Regions from separate parts of the Sus scrofa genome. Here region 1 is linked to region 2. The links are chromatin contacts, called in public HiChIP or PLAC-seq maps. All regions are on one chromosome and are shown on one strand. Each heading gives the region's core, a stretch centred on a gene start, on an enhancer-like site or on the middle of the called end of the contact. The rest is flanking DNA. Distances are from core to core; before and after follow the strand shown.

Evidence for each region. HiChIP or PLAC-seq counts read pairs in DNA pulled down with a chosen protein or histone mark.
Region 1: a contact with region 2 is called in an H3K27ac HiChIP or PLAC-seq map of skeletal muscle. The contact joins two enhancer-like sites. A contact is called at or near these places in 1 of 47 Hi-C or Micro-C datasets (skeletal muscle) and 2 of 2 datasets of contacts at active chromatin or transcription factors (alveolar macrophages and skeletal muscle).

What each region holds. Positions count from the first base shown.
Region 1 is chr1:10,206,562-10,211,316 of Sscrofa11.1, forward strand. All of the region lies in intron 1 of ARID1B (AT-rich interactive domain-containing protein 1B), which reads right to left. Among named protein-coding and RNA genes, the nearest start is that of ARID1B, 18 kb to the right of the region's middle. Within about 2 kb of position 2,625, at least 5 of the 83 cell types and tissues checked have an H3K27ac peak or open chromatin away from gene starts, as enhancers often do. A contact at or near this core is called in skeletal muscle, where this site is marked.
Region 2 is chr1:10,052,565-10,056,930 of Sscrofa11.1, forward strand. All of the region lies in intron 3 of ARID1B (AT-rich interactive domain-containing protein 1B), which reads right to left. Among named protein-coding and RNA genes, the nearest start is that of ARID1B, 170 kb to the right of the region's middle. Within about 2 kb of position 1,522, at least 19 of the 83 cell types and tissues checked have an H3K27ac peak or open chromatin away from gene starts, as enhancers often do. A contact at or near this core is called in skeletal muscle, where this site is marked.

The sequences.
Region 1 (4,755 bases), core at 1,375-3,874, 160 kb after region 2:
ATGGAAAAGCTAATGAGGTTCCCTAGAGGTTTCAAGCACCAGAGGAAATCTGACCTGGAATCTTAAAACTCCCAAGGGGATGTGGATGCGAGCTGTAATTTAAAGAATGGCGTCACTATAAATAAGTAGTAGAAAACACACACCTGTCTCAGAGTAACAATTTTAACATCAAAGTACAACTTTCAACATAGACCAAACCGTTTAAGAATATTTAGTGGCCAATCCTGACTGCCAGCTCTCAAATACAAGTTTTCAGAGGAGATAATGAGATAATGTTTAGCAACTTTTACTCCTACTGACCATCGCCTTAGCCCAAGATTATTGCCAAAACCAGAGCTAATTTCCCAAATACAATCACCTGTTTCTTTTGGGGGGAAGGGGCAATGGCTTAACCACACCTGCAGCATATGAAAGTTCCCAAGTCAGGAATCAAACCAGATCCTTAACCTGCTATGCCACCAGGGAACTCCTATTATAAGGAGTCTCTCCAGACAGCAAAGATATTTCCATGAGACCAGCTGGCTCACTACTCCGAGGTCACAATCCAGCTTGCCAAAGGTTATCAAGAGCACCCAACACACACTGTAGTTCAATATATTACAAAATTTATTTTCTGGAAATGTTTATAAATAATTTTTATAAAAACGTAGCTCCTTCTGCAGCCTACAAACCTAGTGAAATACCCTCCGCCTTTAATAAAGGGTGAACCTGGCTCAGGCTTGACTCTTGGGGCCATCATTTCATGGCCTTGGTTGAAGTACATGTGCCCCTCTGATCCTACGTTTCCTTAGAATCTATAAAAGGAGGATGCAAGAGCCGTCACGAGGGAATGCTGCAAGGATTTAACAGGAGACGATCCAACAGGCACGGCCCTCCACAGGCACACAGCAAGTCCTGTCCGCGGGGGAGGCATCAGGCACTGGGGACACAAGGAAAAGAACAGTCCCTTCTATGCCCGCCACAGCAGTGTCTGTCCACTGGGAGAGGAGAAAGGACAACTGACACTTAGGGGGCACCCGGCACAGTGCCTGACACAAGGAAGACAGCACAGCAAAGGCGAGTTCTCTACCCCTCTTCCAGGTCTTTTTTTTTTTTTTTTTTTTTTTTTTTTTAATTTTGAAACCAAGCCAATAACCCCACCCCTCTTTCAACCATCTCGAAGCCTCTTTCTCATTTCCTAGTCACTGCTGCTCCTACTGCTTGTCTCCTTCCCGAGTGCTCTCCCAAAGGTCACCAATGACCAAACGACCCGGACATCCGCTCCCACTCTTACCTGACCACTCCTCGGCGCTTACCACAGCTATGCACACCTTTCTTCCAGAAACCTCTGCCCTCCATGGCTTCTGTGGAGCACGCCCTACATTCTCCATCTCCTTCTACAGCTCTTTGGCTGGCTCCTTTTTCACACTTTAAACGTCAGTGCTCCCTGAATTCCTCAGCACCCCTCTCTTCACACACATGGCAAGGGCAAGCTCATGGACCCACGCTCCACCGACACCCCCTGCTGAGCACCCACGTTTATATTCTGGGCCGAGATCTCCCTCCTCTACTCCAGATCCCTATTTTCTATCTGCCTACGAGCATCTCCATTTAGCTGTTTGGAACACATCTCAAACCCAACATGTCCAAAACCACAGCCTGTTACTAAATATACAGGATGATTCAAAAGCAACTGAACACCTTCAAAAGTTACGGTACCATGTGATGTCTCCCTGCGGAGTCCGAGCCAGAACTCTGGGTCTGCACCACCCCTTCTTCTCAGCGAGGAGGACATGCAGGCAGCATTGGGGCTGCCATGTGCCATTTCAACCAGTGACAGTGAAAATGTCACCATCCTGTGACACAAGAGGTGCATTTCTAAGAGACTACAGAAAGAACCGGTAGCTCCTTTACAAATTTTTAGTATATATATTTTGTTGTTGTTGTTGTTGTTGTTGTTCTCATGACCACACCGCAGCATGTGAAAGTTCTGGGGCCGGGGGCTGAATCTGAGCCGCAGCTGCTGCAATGTCAGATCCTTTAACCCACTGGGCTGGGCCAGGGATCAAACCCATGCCTCCACAGCCACCCAAGTCACTTAAGTCAGATTCTTTTCTTTTTCTTTCCATTTTTTTTTTTTGCTTTTTAGGGCCACACCCACGGCATATGGAAGTTCCCAGGCTAGGGGTCAAATCAGAGCTGCAGCTGCCAGCCTACACCACAGCCACAGCAATGCAGGATCTGAGCTGTGTCTGTGGCCTACACCACAGCTTACGGCAATGCTGGTTCCTTGACCCACTGAGCGAGGCCAGGGTTCCAACCAGAGTCTTCATGGACACTAGTCAGATTCACTACCTCGGAGCCACGACGGGAACTCCTGCAGTCAGAGCCTTAACCCACTGCACCACAGCATGAATTCCCGCAGTACATATTCTTATACAGCCTCATTATTATGAAATCTTCGATTCTTTCAAGTTCCCCCGTGCTGCTGTTCCTCCCTGGTAGATGCAGGGATCTGCCATCTCTGGGGACTCAAGTTGTACTGGAAGATAAACCCAGAAGCAGGGTCTGGGTCTCATTCACTGCTGTAAGCCTAGTTCCAACACTCTGTCACACAACAGGTGCTAAACAGATATCAGTGTCTCGATAGGCATGGAGAGCTGTTTGTTGAATGAGTCAAGTACACATAAAGTGGTGCAGTAGCTGGCAATCAACTCAGGTCCAAGCCTGGCTCCCCACTCTTCCTCCGCAGGATCTCTTGGGGCGTGGAGGGTGTCCCCAGAGCTCTACAACCCTGTTTCTCCTGCAGACGGGGCCCAAGGTGCTCCAAGACACCAAGGCATGTCCGCCTGGCCGGCTTCTCCCCGATGCCCTTAGAAGGTCACAAGGGACCAGCCAGTGCAGCCTGCCTCCTCCCTGAGGCCTGGCAGAACTTGCTGCATCTCACCTGCCTGCTTCTACAGGTGCCTCGCTTCTAACCTGCCGCCCACAGCTGCTCGACTAACCTCTCCACTCTGTACTCTTCATACAGCCAAGGGGAAGGTTACCACGGCGAACCAAATTACTATCATCTGTGCCTGGAAAAGGAGGCGATGGCTTTATTCTTCTTTGACAGAGTTAAGTTCATGAGCATTTTGACAGTGATTTTCTTAGGGCTTTCTCAGCTATTTCGGAATGTTAAGATTATACTGTCGAAAATCATAGCACTAGATGAATGATACATTCCTACAGAAATTCTCTGAAAGCACTGACACGGGTAGACAGCTGTTAGCTTTCCAGGCAAAAGATACCTCATATCACAACGAACAAGATTAACACGTGGCTGCAAAGACAATGAAGATGCCCAGCCCTTCAGAAGCCTGAAGGCCGAACAAAACCAAAGGTCCGATCTTAGAGAAAAGGATGTGCCTGTGACACTCAGCAACAAACCTAAAAAACAGGTTTCCAGTTTTGTTCTGTTTTTTTCTCTCTGTGGTTCCTACAGGATGTTAATTCATTTGCTTGAGATGGGTTAGGTACAGTCAGCATTAACTACAAAAACTATAAACCCATGGGCACTCCAGTAGTGATACATTATTATAAATAAAACAAAATCAAAAGAGGAAACAGAGACAGGAAAGCCTTCATTTAATCCCAAGCTAAAAACAGCACTATGGCAATACCTCGTCTGGAAATTCTTGCAGCCTCAAATTTAGGAGCAAGCAGGAGGTGAGGGAAATGCAAGCGGAAAACCCAGGAAATAGACATGAACAGAGCCAGTGCTGCCATCCTGCCTACTGCTCAAAAACCTCTGCAGCAGTGGTTAAGTGGGATTTAACTTCACATCACTTGCTTCAAACAAGGTTATGAGCCAAATTGATTTTTTTTTTTTCAAAGCTATGAGATTTGGTTTTATTTTAAAAGACAGAATCAGTTGGGGACGTAAAAGAGAAATTCCCCAGTACTGAATGGTAAGGATCATCAGACACAATGAGGAAGACAAGGACCAAGAGGGTCTCCGGACCCATCCAGCATCCTGTGGCCTGGCCAGCCTAGACGCTGTTCCTCGGCTAAGTAGGTACAAATCAAAATGAGATACACGCCTAGGTCTAGTGACGGGGTGCTTTTAACACCTTCCCAAACCACGGCCTCCAGAACAGCCATGAGGCAAGAGCAAAGGCAGACATAATCATGACTATGTGTCATGAAATGACCTCACCAAAGAGAGGATTTTTCTGCTTACATTTGTTCTTTTAGCTGTATTATTAACACCCTGATGGACTTAAGATATGCCAATTTGGGGGTTTGTCTTACAACTTTCACCACCATAGGAGTTCACTCTGGGCACATAACGACATTCGGTTCCATTTTATTGATTTTTCACTCTAAAATTTTCTCCTCCAGCTGCCTGTGTTCCCCCTACTCTCCAATCTTCTGCTCCCTGATGGTCACTTGTCCTCTTTCCTTCATTCTTAAACTTACCAATTTCTGGACCCCTAACACCAAGTGATCTGAGACGTAGGCCCGTCCATTCAACCCTTCTCTCGTCCAAAAATATTTATTAGGCATGTATTAGTAGACACTGTTCTCCATGCCGGTCCATCACCTGCCCATCCCAGAAACTTCGGTCACAGCCACGTACAAATAACTGCAGACGGAAGAGAACCTGGGTTCCTCTGCAAACATCACAGCCTCCCTTGACAACGCAGCTTAAAGCAACGACCCAGATCATGGAGCAGAGCTTCCCTCGACGGCCAGACGTAGATTCATGTTCAGTGACACTATCAGAAAAACCCA
Region 2 (4,366 bases), core at 272-2,771:
CATGTTAGCAGGCTTGAACAACGGCGCAAAACGAGACCACATTCAGGAAGGGTAAATGTACTCGGGTTTAGGTACAGGATCAATGAGACACAGGTCTTAGAAGCAGTTCCGACCAGAGTGCCAGAGTGGGATGCAGCTGTTATCAAACCTAGCCCCCTAGCATCCCGACAGTCCAGAACAAAGCGGGTGGCAGGCTGGCTCTATGCCAGCCATAACTTGGGAGCATTCAGCTTAGTCGTAGATTCACATTTGAACGGGCTTACACAAAAATGAAGTTTATCAAAGATTTAAGAACATGGTGGTAGAGGGACTTGAAACCACATAACTGATAAAATAAAGGAACTAGTTAGCCCAGTGAAAACTCAGATAAAACAAACACCATCTTCAAATACAATATAGAAGATGGATTTAGATTTATCCTGTGTGGTTTAAGAAAGCAGAAGTAGAAAACAAATCCAAGAAACACTTCATAAGTTATTATATGGAAGACTTTCCTAACAATTTAAATTACCAGAAACAAAATACTTTATGAAGTGATAAAAGGTATTTAAAATTATACCTTAGAAGCAATTTACATATCAAGTAGGAAAGGACATGTATATAATACATGAACTTTTAAGATTCACCGTTATTCTAATGACAAAACAATTAAGAATCAACATATCATATGTATCTGTAAGGAAATGGTCTCGGACCAAGAAGATTTACTAAATGAGAGAATTAGTACTTGCTAAATCTGCACAGTTACAGTAACTAAAATCTTTACAAAGTGTCCTACGGTTCCTCACATCTGTGAACAGTCTCTCCTTTCCTGTCCCATGTGAGGGTACAGAACAGGAGAGGGCTAAATAGAAACTTGAAACAAAAGCAACATTTAAAAGTAAAATTACTGCTGCAATTCACGGGAAAAGACTGATCAATGACCACTATCATATTCAGAGTTAAAAAAATTCATGTCATTCATTTTTAATATTTTAAAAGCTTAGTTCCTCTTTAGAACTTTGTCTCCTCTGAAATCTTGCAAGAACAAGCCCATAATGGGTTAAGTCCAAAAAATAAAGGAGCAACAGAGCAAATCTGACTGCATGTTTGAAAAAGCCTATAAAATGTTACAAGCAAAACAGGAAAGCCTGTGTTAATAATGCATAAACCAAAAGAGAAAAAAGCTACCCATTTAATGGAATAATGCTTTTATCCCTGCAGTTAAAATGAAATAAACCATGACTATTAATCTAGTAAGACCATGTAAAAATGTAATTTTTAAACATTTACTAAAAGGGGATAGTTCAGTAACCACTCTAAAAAGCAAGGCCTTGTGTACAGCAGCATTTAAACGCTAAATACCAATCTCCTGTCTGTGGACTCCATTACCCACCCTGTCGCCATAGCAACGCTAACAGTATGCCTGACTTCAAAGACAAAGATGTAATTTCAGACTTCCAGCAGCCAGAGGGAGTGGTAAGAATATTCTACCCAGGCGGTGTCAGCTGATGATAAATTATAAAAATATCCAGGAAGGTTATGAGGCGGACTGTACCACATATTCCCATATTCCTGGGGGAAGACTTACATTAGTCAAACACACTGGGAGACAGCAAGAGTAAAACAAAAAGTAAACAAGAAAGAATCTCAATGGAATTTTATTTTTTTTTCTTTTTTAAAATTACATGGTACAGAGTTCTGTCTTCCTTTTCTCTTGCTCCCAAGAGAAAATAAAAATAGCTTCTACCATCCCCTTTCTCATTCAAATTAAGAGTGACTGAAGACGTGCATGCTTGTTCCAAGGGACTTGCAAAACCACCTCCATAACTGCTACGCCTATACATGTGTGAAACTCCAGCATTTGTCACAAATTGTTTTAAGCACAAGCAGTCCGCTAAGGGAGCAACATCGATTTGCGCACTTCAGCTACTGGAGAACAGCTACCCTAACTCTGGGAGCTTTTGCCCAACCACCCAAAATCTAAGCCAAACATACTCAAGACACTTTTTAAGCCCTCTCAAGGGGAAATACTGAAAAATAATTTGCCAATTTATAGGTTATTGTGTTTTTAAAAACAAACAAAACTGACACAGATAGTGTCATTTCATGATTTTGCAGCCGAACAGTTTTTTAAAAGCACAAGCCCTTATAATGAAAAGAGCCAGAAAACTCTGAGCAAGTAATTTTCCTAGAGTCAATGAAATACCAAATACTGGCATTAAAGTCGTTTTGAAGATTCTCTACAAGAAGAGACTACCAGACTACTAGGACTTCCTTATACTCATAAGAAGTTATAAATGACTACTGGCTAACAAATGAACAAATAAATGAAAGAGCTGTTTTACTGTAATGTTATCATTGTTCTATAAGAATAAATGTTAAATTTTCTTTTTGTTACATTCTGTCCTATGGTTTGGGGCTCAAAAAAGTCTGATTCTCTTCCAACAAAAGAGGCGCAATACGGCTGCCCCTTTTCAACAGATCTGAAGGCCACAACCTGTTCCCCTCCCCTGAAAAGGCTGATGAATGGCCAAAAGGCAAAGATACTTCTGGACTCAAATCAGGGCTGGTGTCAAGCTCCTTACCCAGTACTGGGTCTCCGCCTGCTGCCCACACTCCCTCTCTTTAAAACCTAGGGCACAACAACCAAAATATAGCTGGAGTCTAAGTTTCTCCCATGGCTGTTCCTGGGGGCTGGGGGCGAGATACACCACACCTGCTTTAGTGTCCCTCCCCACTGAAGCTCTGGAAGAACCAGGTGGATTATGGATTTATCCTTTTTCTCCTGAAGAACACATCTCCAATTTTAGAATGCACTCAAGCCAAGAGTTACAAGAAAAAGAAATCACACAAATTTTACCGCAAGATATAAATTGGAGTGGCTGTAATTATTAAGTCACTTAGTGCAGTGTTTGCATTGTAAAATGTAGACCATTGCAAGTCTTCGCTAATTAACCTGAAATCTACATTTTATAACACAAAGATTAGCAATCTTCTCCCTAAAAACATAAAACAGGAAAATGCCAAATTGCAAAATAAAATACCATCTATTCCTCAAAACGAAACTAAATTGATACAAGACACTCCCTTTACTATTTTCTTACTAAACGACTTTCATCTTGGAGCATATACTATGCTTATAAAAAATTATTTTTAAAAACTACTGTGAAATGAAAATGGCCCAATAAACTACTCATTTAGACAGAACTGCTGAATTTATAATTTCAACAGTTGAGCAAGTTACAGAAAAAATGGCCCATCATTCATTTGTGTGACAGGATGCCTAATTTAGGTCCTGGATAATCATTCTAAGTAACATGAAAAAACTTCTTTAACACTCTAAGAAACTAGAAAACCCACATTTGGGCATCATTATTCATTATTCTCACAGAAGTACTTCATATGCTCCTTTACAGAGTATTTCCCTTTACAAAATAACAGGAGAAAAGTGACAGTCCTTCCTTAATAAATGTTTTCTGCATTATGTTAATAATTATATAACTTCAATTTTCCCCCTCTACCTTGGTAGTAAGGAATGAAGCCTTAAATTTAATAGTTATTCATGGTACTGCCTTATCATGGCTTGTTTGCATCTACCTTTTTAAAACATTTTTTAAAAATCTGTATTCTACTTTGAGCAGTCTTACACAAATGTTTTACTGTAGGTCAGTTCAAATCCTTTTTACAAGTACAGAGGATATAAGTTCCACATAAAAACATAAATGAAAACCTTCTGTTATAACAGGACTCTTTCAGTTAAATGTGGCCATTGGTATGTTTAAAAGTAAACAAATTTATTTATAATTCACAGGGACACATGATGAAAGACATCCACGCTCTTCTGGGGATTTTTGTGGCCACACCCGAGGCATGTGGAAGTTCCTGGGTCAGGGAGAGAATCCATGCAACAGTTTCAGCCTGCACCATAGCTGCAGCAACACTGGATCCTTAACCTGCTACACTACAAGGGATCATCTTGTTTTATTTAAAACAATTTTGTAGATGAAAAAAATATATCTATATTCTTAAATTATGATCAAGTTATTCACTGCCTGGATCATACTTTATATTGGAATGCCACAACATTAAAAACAGTCAGAAGGCCAAAAAAAAAAAAAAAAAAAGTTGTTAATTACATTAAACTATATGTATTTTAATAAGAAACTGTAGATAAATTCAAAGTGAAACTGGTAGGAGTACCTGGCCTGGCGCAGAGGGTTAAGAATCCGACTGCAGCAGCTTGGGTCACTGCGAAGGGGTGGGTTTGATCCCTAGCCCAGCACGGTGGGTTAAAGGATCCAGCATTGTTGCAGCTGCGACTTGGATTCAATCCCTGGCCTGGGAACTTCCAAATGCCTCAAGTGGGGCCATAAAGAGAAAAAGA